Linked DNA regions of Mus musculus: all the other regions are linked to region 2. A link is a contact called in public HiCAR-type and HiChIP or PLAC-seq data. All regions are on one chromosome and are shown on one strand. The core of a region is the stretch at or near the end of the contact, and the rest is flanking DNA. Distances in the headings are between cores, read along the strand shown. Region 1 has its middle 61 kb from the start of Gm29922. Region 2 has its middle 230 kb from the start of Gm29922. Region 3 has its middle 24 kb from the start of Gm26047. Region 4 has its middle 92 kb from the start of Gm29922.

What was found. HiCAR-type assays count read pairs that join an accessible place to other places. HiChIP or PLAC-seq counts read pairs in DNA pulled down with a chosen protein or histone mark.
Region 1: a HiCAR-type map of fibro-adipogenic progenitors shows a contact between it and region 2, with 4 times the contacts expected there. The contact joins two enhancer-like sites. A contact is called at or near these places in 3 of 115 datasets of contacts at active chromatin or transcription factors (embryonic stem cells, fibro-adipogenic progenitors and large pre-B cells) and 1 of 9 other capture datasets (embryonic stem cells).
Region 3: a contact with region 2 is called in a HiCAR-type map of fibro-adipogenic progenitors, with 4 times the contacts expected there. The contact joins two enhancer-like sites. A contact is called at or near these places in 2 of 115 datasets of contacts at active chromatin or transcription factors (embryonic stem cells and fibro-adipogenic progenitors) and 1 of 9 other capture datasets (embryonic stem cells).
Region 4: a contact with region 2 is called in a FOXA1 HiChIP or PLAC-seq map of pancreatic cancer cells. The contact joins two enhancer-like sites. A contact is called at or near these places in 1 of 15 datasets of contacts at CTCF or cohesin (the NIH/3T3 cell line), 1 of 484 Hi-C or Micro-C datasets (cortical neurons), 4 of 115 datasets of contacts at active chromatin or transcription factors (a colorectal cancer cell line, embryonic fibroblasts, embryonic stem cells and 1 more) and 1 of 9 other capture datasets (embryonic stem cells).

The regions. Positions count from the first base shown.
Region 1 is chr4:105,904,752-105,908,011 of GRCm38.p6, reverse strand. No RefSeq gene overlaps it. Among named protein-coding and RNA genes, the nearest start is that of Gm29922, 61 kb to the right of the region's middle. Within about 2 kb of position 1,476, at least 14 of the 459 cell types and tissues checked have an H3K27ac peak or open chromatin away from gene starts, as enhancers often do. A contact at or near this core is called in fibro-adipogenic progenitors, where this site is marked.
Region 2 is chr4:105,609,308-105,612,518 of GRCm38.p6, reverse strand. No RefSeq gene overlaps it. Among named protein-coding and RNA genes, the nearest start is that of Gm29922, 230 kb to the left of the region's middle. Within about 2 kb of position 1,353, at least 31 of the 459 cell types and tissues checked have an H3K27ac peak or open chromatin away from gene starts, as enhancers often do. A contact at or near this core is called in the NIH/3T3 cell line, fibro-adipogenic progenitors and pancreatic cancer cells, where this site is marked.
Region 3 is chr4:106,093,458-106,096,847 of GRCm38.p6, reverse strand. No RefSeq gene overlaps it. Among named protein-coding and RNA genes, the nearest start is that of Gm26047, 24 kb to the left of the region's middle. Within about 2 kb of position 1,812, at least 39 of the 459 cell types and tissues checked have an H3K27ac peak or open chromatin away from gene starts, as enhancers often do. A contact at or near this core is called in fibro-adipogenic progenitors, where this site is marked.
Region 4 is chr4:105,936,065-105,939,416 of GRCm38.p6, reverse strand. No RefSeq gene overlaps it. Among named protein-coding and RNA genes, the nearest start is that of Gm29922, 92 kb to the right of the region's middle. Within about 2 kb of position 2,041, at least 50 of the 459 cell types and tissues checked have an H3K27ac peak or open chromatin away from gene starts, as enhancers often do. A contact at or near this core is called in the NIH/3T3 cell line and pancreatic cancer cells, where this site is marked.

The sequences.
Region 1 (3,260 bases), core at 227-2,726, 300 kb before region 2:
GCTCCTACAGTATGCTCTTTTCTCGTCTGCCTTTTATCTCTTCCAGGGACAATCAGATGCCAGAAATGTGTCACTTCAAGCAGTCCTGCACATTTCATGAAACATCTTATTTGGATAAAACTTAAATTATTACCACACCAGTTTCTGCACACTCCCCGCACCCCGATCTTTTCCAAGAATAGCCGTAACCAAGCCTGACAAACTACTGATTTCACCAAAGCAATTGCAATGCCTGTTAGACATCAGAGCCAACTGGATGAGGCGGACCAAAATCACAGCAGTGCTTTAGAGAGATGTCCCTGAGATCTGAGACACAGAGAGGCCTTCCTCCAGGCGGTCTTCACACATGGGCTAGCAGATCGATAAAGAGCATCTGGGCATAGGAAGTATGTAGCATCCCCCCTCATTTTGCTTTTTGCTGATGTCTCTTCAGCCAATGTCAATGATGAGGCAGAGCTCTGGACATTGGAGTCTTATGACCACTAGACTGTCTAGGCATAGATACAATCAAGTCAATGACCAGTGATGGTATCCGGGGTTGGAGCAGGGAAGCATACAATGTGAAATACAGAGGCACTTACCAACAGAGAAGAAACAGAACAATACCATTCGGCGGCGGAGAAGAAAAGGAACCTTGTGCCTCAGGACCATGGACCAGGTGGCATGTGAGTTGGTCCTCTACAGATAGTGAAGACGACATAATAGGCCTGTGGATGGGTAGAGAAGCGTTTTTTCATTATCAAGAAAATGGTGGTTGGTAGCATCCAGGTTCAGGGAGTGTGAGAATGAAGGAATAAGGAAGAGTCTTTGGGAAATAGAAATACCCAGGTGCCTGGTACCCACAGGACAAGATAAAGGCAGCCATGATGGTAACACGGAGAGGGAAAGCTGGTGTGGTGAGAGCCTGGATTCAAAATGGGTCCCCTGCTCTCAATTTAGGGTGTAATCTTGAACATTTCTGTTTGCCCTTCTGAGTTTCATGTTTGTCATCAGCCATGAGGAGAAGGATGCTTGCCATCCAGTGTGGCAATCTTAATGCTGAGATGTAAAAGGTATTAGAGAGATGCTTGGCTCAAAGTAACTGCTCAGAACATTTGGAAGCCCTGTTTGGCTCTCATGGCAAAATGCTAGAAGCTGTTAGGATGCAAAGCCAAACAGGGCTGATCTTAGCTGGCCTTGTTATCATAGTTTGGAACATATGCCTTAGTGTTTTCCGTCTTCTTGGACACTGATGCTCGTCTCTCCAAGCTTCTATTTCCTTGTCTGGATTTGAAGATTGCTCATTAGAAATAGACTTTATCCTGGTCCTTCCCACATTCCAACCTTGACGCACAAAGGGACGAGTTTACATTCTATTCCCTTCCTAATGCCAACTGGAACATTCACAGACTCTTGTTTCCAGTCCCTTGTAGACCTCTCTGTAACAGAAAAGAAATAGCTAATGTGCTAGCCAGCTGAGGATAGCAATCCCATCTTCTGTTCTGGGTTTCAGTTTCTCCTTTTGTACCAAGACAGCTGTTACTTTGGCTAGGACCTCCCAGAGGCAAATATGTCATGCTACTTTCTCATGGAATCAAGAGCCATGTTCCCTAGAAGAATTAGCCACCAATCTGTGTTGTAGTGCAATATATTACCAGATTGGCCACAAGTTTTCCTCTGCTGTGACATGGCCTCAGTGTCTCTTCCCCTCTCATCTAGATTGGTCTTGTGACTTTGTTTTATGAAAGGTAAGAAGTAGACATGATTTAATGAGTCCCAAGCCCAGACCTTGAGAGATTTTGCCTTCCTTCCTGAAACCCTCAGTGTGAACAGCTCATGATAACCTTTTGAATGAGAGAGACCACATGGAGAGAAGGTTCAGACATTTACTGGCTTGGCCCAGGGCATCATAGACAAACCTCTAAATGACCCAAGAGTTGATGCTTAACCTGCTTCAGTAGATGCCTGCTGACCTGTTAAGGAGAAGTCTTTGTTGTTAAGCCCTTGAGTTGTGGAGCAATTTGGTAAGCAAGAAATCTACTTGATACAACATATGAAGACTGCACAACTTTTACAGGAATGTTTGATGGCAAGGTGTGGTGGCAGAGGCAGGAGGATTGCTGTGAATTTGAGGCCAGCCATGTATATACAGTGAGATTCTATCTCTAAATACACACATACCTACCTACCTACCTACCTACCTACCTACCTACCTACCTACATACCTACATACATACATATATACATACCCTGGCCTACAAGAAGTGTAATTTCATGAGATTGCCACTGGCAGTAAGAAGGTTTCCAGGAGCTCTGTATCATGTCACCTGCCTGTATCATGTCACCTGCCTGTATCATGTCACCTGCCTGTAATGCCCATATTTGGGATGCAGTCATATCAATGTCATCCTTAGCTATTGACGACAAATGAGTTCAAGGCTAAATTTGCCTTCTCTCATCAATCTCTATAAAAGAGGGCTACCAGGAGTGGCCACCCAATCTGTGGGTAGCTCTGTTCTAGGGGGTTTATTCAAGTAAGTCTAACACTCTCTGATTTGCACCACATAGGTGGTCCGCAAGGTTGAGCAAGACAAAATATGTGAAGTCTTGGTGTAAAGTTCGTGCAAACTAAACATTTATTTTTATAACAACTTCTTGTATTGAGATATTTTTCTTTGCTTTATTTTATGATTATTAATACTTAATTATCAAATAAGCTTCCATTTTCCCCTCAGAGAAGTGTTCTGGAAGTGGTGACGGTGATGGTGGTGGGCCAGGCGATCCTCAGGGCTCTCTGTAGCATGGCTCTCTGTGATTCATGGACTGACACAAATCTACTTGCAGTGAAGAAGCCAAAACACATGGCTCCTTTGGTGATCGGAGGACATGGCCCCAGAAGTACAGCCCGGCAGGCCATCTGTCAGGCGACCGTGTCAACAGTCAGAGAAGCAGTCTATAAAGCTGCCACCCCCGACCCTTGTTCTGCCCCAGTTAAACAGGATACTGCTTTGCAGGGAGGAGACTGCTATGTTCTGAACAGGAACTAAAGAGTTAATGAACCACTGAGGCTACAAAGAAGCCTTTGGTTTAAGATCAAAAGCAAGTAGCGTCACACAGAGCTCTGAACCATTTATGGCTGACTCCAGCCTCCAGGACTGGATCTCGAGTGGAGTCTCACATGTTACCTTGGTAGCACTGGAAACTAGAACCTACCTACCAGGAGTTGGTTTACTGTTTACCAGGTGTAACCATGGGACTGATGGCAAAGCCTCACCCTAGAA
Region 2 (3,211 bases), core at 104-2,603:
GAGAAGCAAATGATTCTTCTAGAACAATGAGAAGAAACAGGAGAGGTAGGAGCAAAGCTTTCAGTACCAACAGACACACTTGCCCTTTCTCTGGCTGCACCCTCAGTAAGCTTAAGGTTCAGAGAACAATACCCCAGCTGTTAGAGGAGCGAGGTGCTGGATTTTACAGTCTGTGGAAGATACAAGGAGAGATGGAGCGCCATCACAGTATGAATGGACCGTGCTTTGACAAGGTCAGCACTAGGAGATGTGGAAATCTAGAAGAGAAACACCAACTGGCCTTGGCTCGGTGATGCAGTCTTATTGCTGTTGTGTATAGTGGGAGTCGAGAAGGCAGAGAACCATGTGTAGCATACAGCAGGAGTGTGGCTTCTCAGAGAACAGAATAGAACCCAGAAGAATTAACAAGAGTATGGGCCTTTGCAAATATAACAATAGCCCTTCTCCATGCCAGATTTTACTAAAAGTACCACTATTTCAAGTGTCAGACATGTAAAATAATCCATGTGCCTTTATTACTATGCTCTTGAACCTCTAAAGATTCCGGTGTTCAGGATTTGAGACTAGACAATCAGATATTGTATTACTTTCTGAATTCCCACCTTCTCCATGGCCATAGATCTGCCCTTCCAGCGTCTGGTCTACAAAATGAGGCCTCATTTAGTCAATGGTGAGAATAGTGTTTCCCCTCTATTCCTATTTCCTCCCTCCCTCCTCTTCTTCCCTCTCTTTCCTTCCCCTCCACCTTCTCTTCTTTTTCCAGCTGCTGTAAAAGAGACAGCCTTTACACTCTATGTATTCATGCACAAAGTTCTCTCATTAAGATCTATTCCCTTAATTCATCTCTGGATTCCTCACTTCCTAGGCCTTGAGGACAAATAATACAACTGCAAATTCTGATTCACTTTGAGGTGGGTGGGGGTGGATAGTTCTTAGTCCTTGGAATATGAGACTTTTTACATCTCTACCCAAGTTAAGCAAATATTCCTAAAAGTCCAAGGAATCTGACTTTTTTTAATCTCTGAGTTTCCACCTTAGATCAGAAAAGTTACTTATTACCTTGGAAAAGAAGAAAGGAAGTTAGAGAGGGGAGGGAGGGAAGGAAGGAGGGAGGGAGGGAGGGAGGTTGAGAGAGAGAGAGAGAGAATTATTTTAACCATAACAAAATTGACCCCCAAGTTTTCAAAGATTTTGTAACTCCTCCCCAGATGCTTCCTAAAAATCACAGTGACATCTTTTTTCCCCCATAGGGACATTTTTGTCATAATTCTTGTGTTGCTATCCCAGCCCACTGTGATTCAGAGAAAAACATACATCAGGCGCCACAGGAAAGTCAGGACCCAGCAGCAGAAGATGGGCGTGGGGAGATGCTGGGTGAGTCAGCTCCGAGATCCAGCACATGTTGCTTTCTTCCCAGCAGACTCCCTGGCCTCTGTCTTTCCCCAGGAAGTCACGACTTATCTTGGGCTTTGGTGGCTAATACAGGACATCGAAATCCAGAAAACTTGGACTCAAATCGATCTGATTTCCTTACCACACATTGGTTGCATTTTCTTGGTGAATTCTTTGGACTTTCTGGCTGCATCTGTTAGAGACCAGGTGCTCTCCCAGACTGCCTCAGTGCCAGCCGCTATGACATCACCAGCCACCAAACTCCACAAGAGTACCCTTTAAAGGGTCCCCACCATCATGCCCACTCTCTGTTTCCTGGTCTGTCTGTCCCTCACTCTGTCCCTCTTTGTGTCTTTATCTTCTCTCTCTCTCTCTCTCTCTCTCTCTCTCTCTCTCTCTCTCTCTCTCTCCATATATATATATATATATATATATATATATATATATATATATATATATATATATACTCTATGTATTAGTTCCTTGAATATATTATATTCCTACTCAGAGGTGGCCTTTCACTTCCCCCCCCACCCCCCCCACCCCCAATTAAATTTCTTATGTGATGTCTGTTGCATGGTATGATTTTCTTTTCTTTTGGCATTCCTTGGACCTCCAATTGCCAGGATACCCTGTCTCCATAAAGCCTTTATACGTTCTGTTCAATCTGAAATTTGCGAGAAGAAAGACCGGTTCTACAATTATTCAACTAAAGCAAGCTTTAATTAATATTGGCCAGGTAGATGGGGAAGCTTCTTTTTGTAACAAATGAAGACTAGCACTGAGATCCATTCATTAGTGGTCAAAATGCAGAAAAGAGTGAGCATTGGATACCTAGCCCCAATCGATACATCCACAATAACCTCTAAACACAAATGCTCAGAAAAAAAAAAAGGCAGGGAAGAAGGGATGGAAGGACAGTATTGGAAAGAGCATGATGGATACAAATCAGAGGGGGAATCGTACCCCTGTTCAGTGGGCATGATCTGGGGAGAAGGGCTCGAATGGCACTAGGCACTGGGGATGCCCTGTGAAGGCAAGGGTGTGAGGGGGCCTGGACACTGGGGATGAACTGCAAAAAAAAAAAAAAAAGATTAAAGATATAGTAATTTTTAAAAAGTCAAATTGACTTAAAAATCTTGTTTTCCCTCTGATAACTATGAATTCATTTATTTCTAGTTCATTCACTTTTACCGCCTGAAGAACGGTTCTAAAACTTTTCTTAATTTAAGGTCTGCTCATTCCATTTTTTTTTTTTTTTGGATTATCTCTGATTGATACCTGATGACTTTTAAAGAAAAAAAAAAAAGGTCATGTTTCCCTGGTCCTTGGGGTGTAAAACTGTGGCAGATTTTATCCTGGGCACTGGATATTGGGCTGTGAGGCTCCATCTTGGAATGGTTCTCTGCCATTCTCTGTGCACTGTAGTCATTGCTATAGCAAATGACCCACTCAGGCCGTACTACAGACAATAGCATCACCCTCTCTGTTAACTCGGGTTTTGAAGCCTGGGCAGTTTCATGAGCTCTGCATTTGTGCATTTCAGGGGCCAGTTAGAGACATTGGTTGATTCAGAATCAAACTTAGGGGTCTCCTTTCCCAGAGTTATTCTTCAAAGATGTTTTTCTTCTCTTCATTTCCCATAACAACTAGAGAACCCCTTTCCTAACATATCTGGCTAGAGAGTTGGGGTTCTTAGAATTTTAACCACTAACAAGAATTGCCACAAAATACTCTGAGAAAAGAAAAGAAAAGTAAACAAAATAGAAATTTTCCCTACATTTTATTTTCAGAACAACAGAATTCTTACCTCAATTCA
Region 3 (3,390 bases), core at 563-3,062, 480 kb before region 2:
ATCTTTCTCTATTGAGCAAGCCTGAAGTTGTCTGGGGAAGTATGACACACAGTAGGGCACATGGATCATTTGATTTCTGAGTATCGTGTTGCAGTGGATGATTTGTGAACTTCTGCACAAACTCGAATAGCTCTGTGCCCCATGCCCAATATTCTAAAAGGTCCTCTATCACGCCTCCTCCACAGTGTTTGTCCTTCACTCTTGTTCTTTCCGAGGCCCTGTCCATATTGGCCATTGGGACCACTGCAGGCCTCCCCAGTCAGCTCTGAAACCAGTTGGAAGGGCTCTGGTCTGGCTCTTCAGATACAGCAAGTTTAAGACCCAATTAGTGGAGAATCAGAGATCCAAGTGGGGTTGACTTGTTTACTTCCCCCCACCAGCTGAATTCCCCATCCCAGTTCTTGGGTTTTCATGAAAGGAAGCCAAGCTCACACACAGCTCCAGGCATCCCAGCAGGAGAAGAGGTGAGTCATTTACTTGTAGAGGAATTAGGGTCGGTAATGTCCCATTAATCTGGCTTCACCAGGAAATGAGCTGTGTCACCTAAGTACATTTTCCAATAACCAAAGCTTACCCTTTCATGTGCCAAAACTTGATTTAATCATTTTGCATGGAAGGCCTTCTAAAACTAATTACACGCTCCTTGCCCGTTGCAGTGGGTGAGGCTGCCCATTCTCTAACCTTTTCTTGAGGACACAAGAACCATTAATTCACCAGGCTATAAATTAAGAAAAGTAAGGTGCTATTTGTACGAATAATGCATTTCCTCATCTGTGCTGTGGATTTTGAGTTCTTCTGTCTTCTTTAATAATTGTATTCATTCTCTCCCCTCGACCCCCTGCATTTCTTCATTCTTTGTGGGTATTGTATGACAGCCAGCCAGGAATGGATTCTGGTGTCAGAGCTACATGCAGATTCTGGCTCTACTCTTCTGTCCACTGGGCTCCAGTGTCTTTGTGTGGAGTATGCATCCAAGTGAACTGTCACTGATTGTGTCTGGAAAGTCCAGTTCCCTCCTCACATCATTGGAAAGACCAGATACACAATGAATGTGATGATCCTCTATTGTGACCCTCACCCCTCAGGACTCAAGGCTGCTTAATAATAAGCACTGCTCCCATGGGTAGGTTTGCTTCTTGCTCTGCAGTTTTTCTACATTTTGATCCACAAACCTAATCTACAGAGGGTCCTCTCAGAGCTGCATGGACAAGCTTGCCACTGCCTTATTTGCTCTGTCTCCAGCCTCCAGGCATGTAACCCAAACCCAGATCTAGGGTAGGGATTGGGCACACTTTCCTCATTGTTAGAGGAAGCATCTCAGGTCTTCGGGGGAAGCAAAACGTCTAGAGTCAATCTCACAATCTGTTTCACATGTGGAGGTCCCAGGAGACGCATGCGGTTCTGTAGACTTTGGATCTTTAAAATGCTGGCATGCCACAGTCAAGTCCCACTTTGGATGCTTGCCCCAAGCTTTTCTGTGTTGAAGGAGAGCTGCAAGGGCCTCATTGCTCAACTCTTGGGGAATGGGGAGAAGGTATGTTCTCATTAAACAATTCACAAGCTCTCAGGGCTGCAAATAAAAACCATGACTCCCTCCCATGTTCCTCTTCCCATCCGATCCCCCACTTCCGTTGGCTTAGAAGCACTCCACCCTTCCTACAATGGGTAAAGCATGAACAACAAGTGGAAAATCAGGAGTAAGGGGCATGCTAGTTATTTTGTTAAAAAAAAATTAAGTCCCTAGAGCTAAAGCTAAAGCCACAGACTGACAGGGCAGGGTACGCCCCTGACAGCAACCTCCTGCCAAGGGTATTAGAATGCTGATTCATCTTCTTATGAAACGAAGAGCTCTCTAGAGAGCGGGCAAAGAAGGCAAGGAAAACAAGAGATTGCAAGGAAAAGGAAAGTGGGGAGAACTAAGAGGAGAAACTTATTGCGCAAATACCTAGCATGGGTGTGCACGTACGTGTACAGGTATGCGTATGTGTGCATGTACATGTAAATGCAGTGCTGTTTCATATAATGCAGACAGTTTTCATGGTTCTTATTTCCATCTTGCAAACTAGGAGACCAGTTTGAGAGAGAGTGATGTTTTCAAGTTACCCATTGGCGGATGAAGATTTTTTTCTTGGCAAGCAAAAGGGCGTAGACCTCCACTTCTCCCTCCCCTCCCCTTCCCGTGGTACAGAAAACAAGGGAAAGGAAAATAAGAAGGAAATGCCATGGTGACACATTCTTCAAGCCCTGTATCCCAGGCCACAGGTGTGGAAATTGCCACAACCTTTTCTGCTACAACACTTTACAACTGGTACATCTTGCCTCTTCCTTCCCCCCCCCACCCCCTTTCTTCCTTCTACAAGTGCTGCGTTTTTTGTTTGTTTTGTGTTTTGTTGTTGTTTTTGTTTGTTTGTTTGTTTGTTTTGTTTTTAGTCTCCTTTACTCTCAAAATGGGTGCAACAGTTTGTAGAGTGTTTATGGGCAGAGTTCAAGGAAACAAACCAGGACATTACAGCTTGGTTCTTTGTTTGTAAGTTCTTTTTGTAGCCCGTGCTTACTAAAATTGCAACAAAGTAACTCTGTCATTCTATATTTAGTTTCTGCCTCTTGGGTTTGACGTAGATCTTCCTCATCACTTTATCTCTGTGTCTTAGGAATCTTAGTAGATTAATGCAACCCAAGGATGTGGAAAGTAGAAATGATGTAACAAAAGCAATGAAAAGGGAGACATGCTGAATGGAATCGCACAGTACAAACTCAAGTTGCAAGGCTGTGCTGTTCTAGGCTCTGACATGCCTGCTTTAATGGCAGACTGAGCCATCTTCATGCTGACTGTAAGCTTTAATTCTCAATACAAGGATGTGTATAGAATACAGTGCTTGGGGGTTATAAGGCACGTGCAGGCATGATTCTTACAAGGTTAATTTGTGTTTCCTTGGAAGATTTTTTTTGTTTCTTTCACGTGACTAGCAACACCGAAAAATCCTGGTGTTTTTGTTGTTCTTGTTGTTTGTTTTCTGCTTTGTTTTGTTTTGGCAAGCATTTGTCATCAGAATTCTGTCACTGGCTCTTCATGTTCTCTACACAGTCTGGTTGTTAGCCAGACAGGAGTGACCACTGCTCTTTCTCAACAAGGACATAACATGTGCACTGGAGGATTTAGAGGAGGCCAAATTGATAGTCTAGCTAGACTTTGCAAGGAAAACTGACAAACTAGCATGACTTTGCATAATAGCTATGGGATGCACTCATATTCTCTCTCTCGCTGACCCCCCTCCCTCCCTCCTTCCCTTCCCTCCCTCCCTTCTTCTTTCTTTCCCCTTTGTATGTATTTTGCCTACATGTGTTGTCTGTATACCATGTATGTGTAATACCCATAGAGGTCAGAAGAGG
Region 4 (3,352 bases), core at 792-3,291, 330 kb before region 2:
CCTTCTCTCCCTCTCTCCCTCTCTCCCTCTCTCCCTCTCTCCCTCCCTCCCTCCCTCCCTCCCTCCCTCCCTCCCTCCCTCCCTCCCTCCCTTTCTCCCTTCCCCCTCCCCTCCTGTCTGTCTCTCCTGGCTCACCCCCATCCCCCCCCTTTCCATTTTTTCCTCCTTCTGTCTGGTTTTGCCTCCTTGAATTTTAAGCACTTTGTGTCTTTTGCGTCTTTCCCACAATATGTGTGTTGTTTCCTAACTTCCTGGCATATTTATGCATGCTTTCCGGTTGTTATTAAATGGACAACAGCCCATACCAGGGGGTGAACTGTGGCACTCTTTGATTAAGCAATCCTGATGGCCTGGTCACTGCACTAATGACAGACTGGCTGGTTTAGAGATTCAATCGAGAGGGTGCAGGCGCCCGTCGTGCGTTCGGCTATCACATACACGAAGTCGTTGCAGAAAGGGGTATCATAGAGAGCGATTTGAGGAAATTTTGGGGAAAAGCTGAAGTTAGCTAGGTTCTTTTCAACACTGTTTACATAGTACTTAGGATAATTAGAAATGTGAAGTTTTCAAGTAGAAAAATCATTAACTCTGACATTCTAATCAACCTTGGAATTGATGCCAATCTGAACCCTTGGCTACTGAGCAGACATTTTTTGATACGTAGCTGTGTGATCTTTTCCTTTGAGTAGAAGATTAAGGGCACAGTTTGGAATCATATGGAGAGTGTTAGCATAGCGTTTCATTTCCAAAGTGGCCTTAATTATAATTACAGGGGCACCATTTGGGGACAAATGGGGACTCTTCTATATTAGTCTTGTTTTCTTTCCATCTCTGTATTATGTGTAGTTAGACTATTTTGATTAGAAAGCGTGACACCCCAAATTCTTAGCACAATGCTCAGATAAGTCTTTTCACTAAAAAATGTCAAGCAAGCCCAACATCCTCAGCTCCTGGGATACAGACACAGTGTCCTGTAACCCATGTACTCAGATGCTCAGGATAAGGGTAGCAGTGTCCAACCCACAGAGGATGCTACAAGAATTTGGAGCTTCACAATGATTGTGCCAGAGATTCAGTTCCTAGCCTTCATTCCAAAGCTCCATTGTTTGTTTATTCCCATTCCCCAAAATTCTCTCGAGTCATGGATGCTTTGGTTGTTGGGAACAAACCCCAGTGTCTTACTTTTCTGGTGCAAACACAAAAGTTTACAGAGAATAAACCTTTGGGTAAGGAATAAGATTGTGTGCTTCCTCTTTCCATTGAGAAGGCATTTCACGGCTTTATGCCCTCAATCTCAGTCAGGCGTCACCTTCGTGTCTGAGGAAGAGTGGGAGAAATGGTAGATAAGACGAAAATGTAAGAAAAATCCCCAATGACTGGATCCCACGACTGAATCTCCCAAAGGCAAGAGCAAATGATTAGAGCTGTTTCCTTCTGAGTCCTCTAATATTGAAGCTGCCATGTCGGAGGGTGATCAACTGAAGGTAGTTTTGTTTCATTCTACTCAACCGGAGCTGAGCCTCGAGTGGTGGAGGGTCAGTTGCTCAGCAGTGCTGTAGTCTCTCTGTGGGCATTCCTTCTTCACGAATCATTCAGTTTCCTTCTGACTGCATACAGCTTTGTAGTGTGTGAGCCAGGCAGGCTCTCACTTCTCAGACACCCAGTTTTGTAACTCTGGAGGTGACTAAGTTGATGCCTAAACCAGAAGGTATCTTCCGTGTGTTGAAATGTGAGAGAGGCAGGAGGGACACTGAGACCCATGATCGGCAGGTCTTTCTGATCCTCTCTGGTACTGAACAGCCTTCAGGAGAAGATGGACTAGGGAATGGCCTGTGGGCCAGAGCTTTGGAGGTCTCTCTCAGCCATGGGTGGAAGACTCATGGCTTTCTGGCTGACCTCTAGCTAGAGGCTCTCAGTCTCTCTTTCCAAGGCCACTAACTAAGAAACCCTCCATAAAAGCTCCCTTATAGCCTGAGCTCCTAAGTATGTTTGTGACTAGCCCCGCTCTGACCCACAGCTGTGTCATGAAGCTAACTCCCAGCAGCTGGCTGTGGCAATGTGACACTGGGTTCTCTGATTTGTGATTGTTCCTTGTTCTCTGGGTAGCTCTGACTTAACCACTGAGTTCCTCCTCTCAGCCACAGACCTCTGAGACATGGGGCACGCCAAATGCACCTCCTCTCTGCTGGGCACCGCTAGTCTTTTACTGGGGATGGACTTATCATTTGGATGGATTTTCTGCTTCCTAATCCTGACCTGGGAGCCACACTATTGGACCAGTGAACTATTTCCTGTTTTTCTGGGTTACCCTTCTGTCTCCTCCGTCTGAGATTTCAATGCTCTTTCACCCTTTAGGATAGACTCTATCTAAATAACCTCTTCATTCAGTTTCCTTCAGTCAACACATAGAATCTTCTATTTCTTGCCAAGACACTGATGGAAGAATGTTGGACTGTGTAATTGTGGTTTGTGGTTAACATGGTTGCCCTTAAAACCCTTTCCTGAAACCAGGAGCCATCTAGCCTAGAGAGATGGCTCAGCAGTTAAGAGCTCATACTACTCCCGCTGTGGACTTGCGTTCAGTTCCTGCCACTTTATTAGGTGGCTCGCAACCATCTGTAACTCTAGCTGCAGGGGATCTGACACCCTCTTCTAGACTCTGTAGGAACCTGCATTTATGTGCAGTCATGTGCCCACCCCCACTCTATGCCATACACATAATTAAAAATGTAAAAGGTGGTGGAGGGATGCTTCAATATTACTGGTGCTCCTCTAGAGGACCAGGGTTACCAGCACCCACATGGCAGCTCACAATCCTTTGTTACTTTAGTTCTAGTGGATCTTCTGGCTTCCATCACAGGATTTTTATGACAGGAGAAGCCTCCTTCATAAATGTCCACCTTACTGGGACATTCAGGTCTGTATTCAACTGTAAGCATCACGAAACAGTCCTTCCTTTATTCCTGTACAAGTCAGCATCCAAGCATATTGACGAGCACATATATATCTATTTTTATATTTGAATCTTTAATTAATGAAAACTGTGTGAAAGATAATCACTGGCTGTTTTCTTCTTCACTGAGGACTATATCGCGTGACTTAGATAAACTCCACAACTGAGCACTTTGGAGGAGAGACAGTGCCAGTAAATGGCTTTGTTCAAAGGTTCCCTAAATTTTCGTACCAAGGATTTTTCCTTATCTCTTCTCCATCATTTTTAATTTAAAAAGAATTCTATATTTCCACTGTCAAGTATACAAAACATGAAAGCCAATGGCAGAAAGCATGAGTCTTTAGGGTTGACCTAGTGTTACTTGGAAGGACTTGGTGTGTTAGTGAGGGTGTGGCAAAC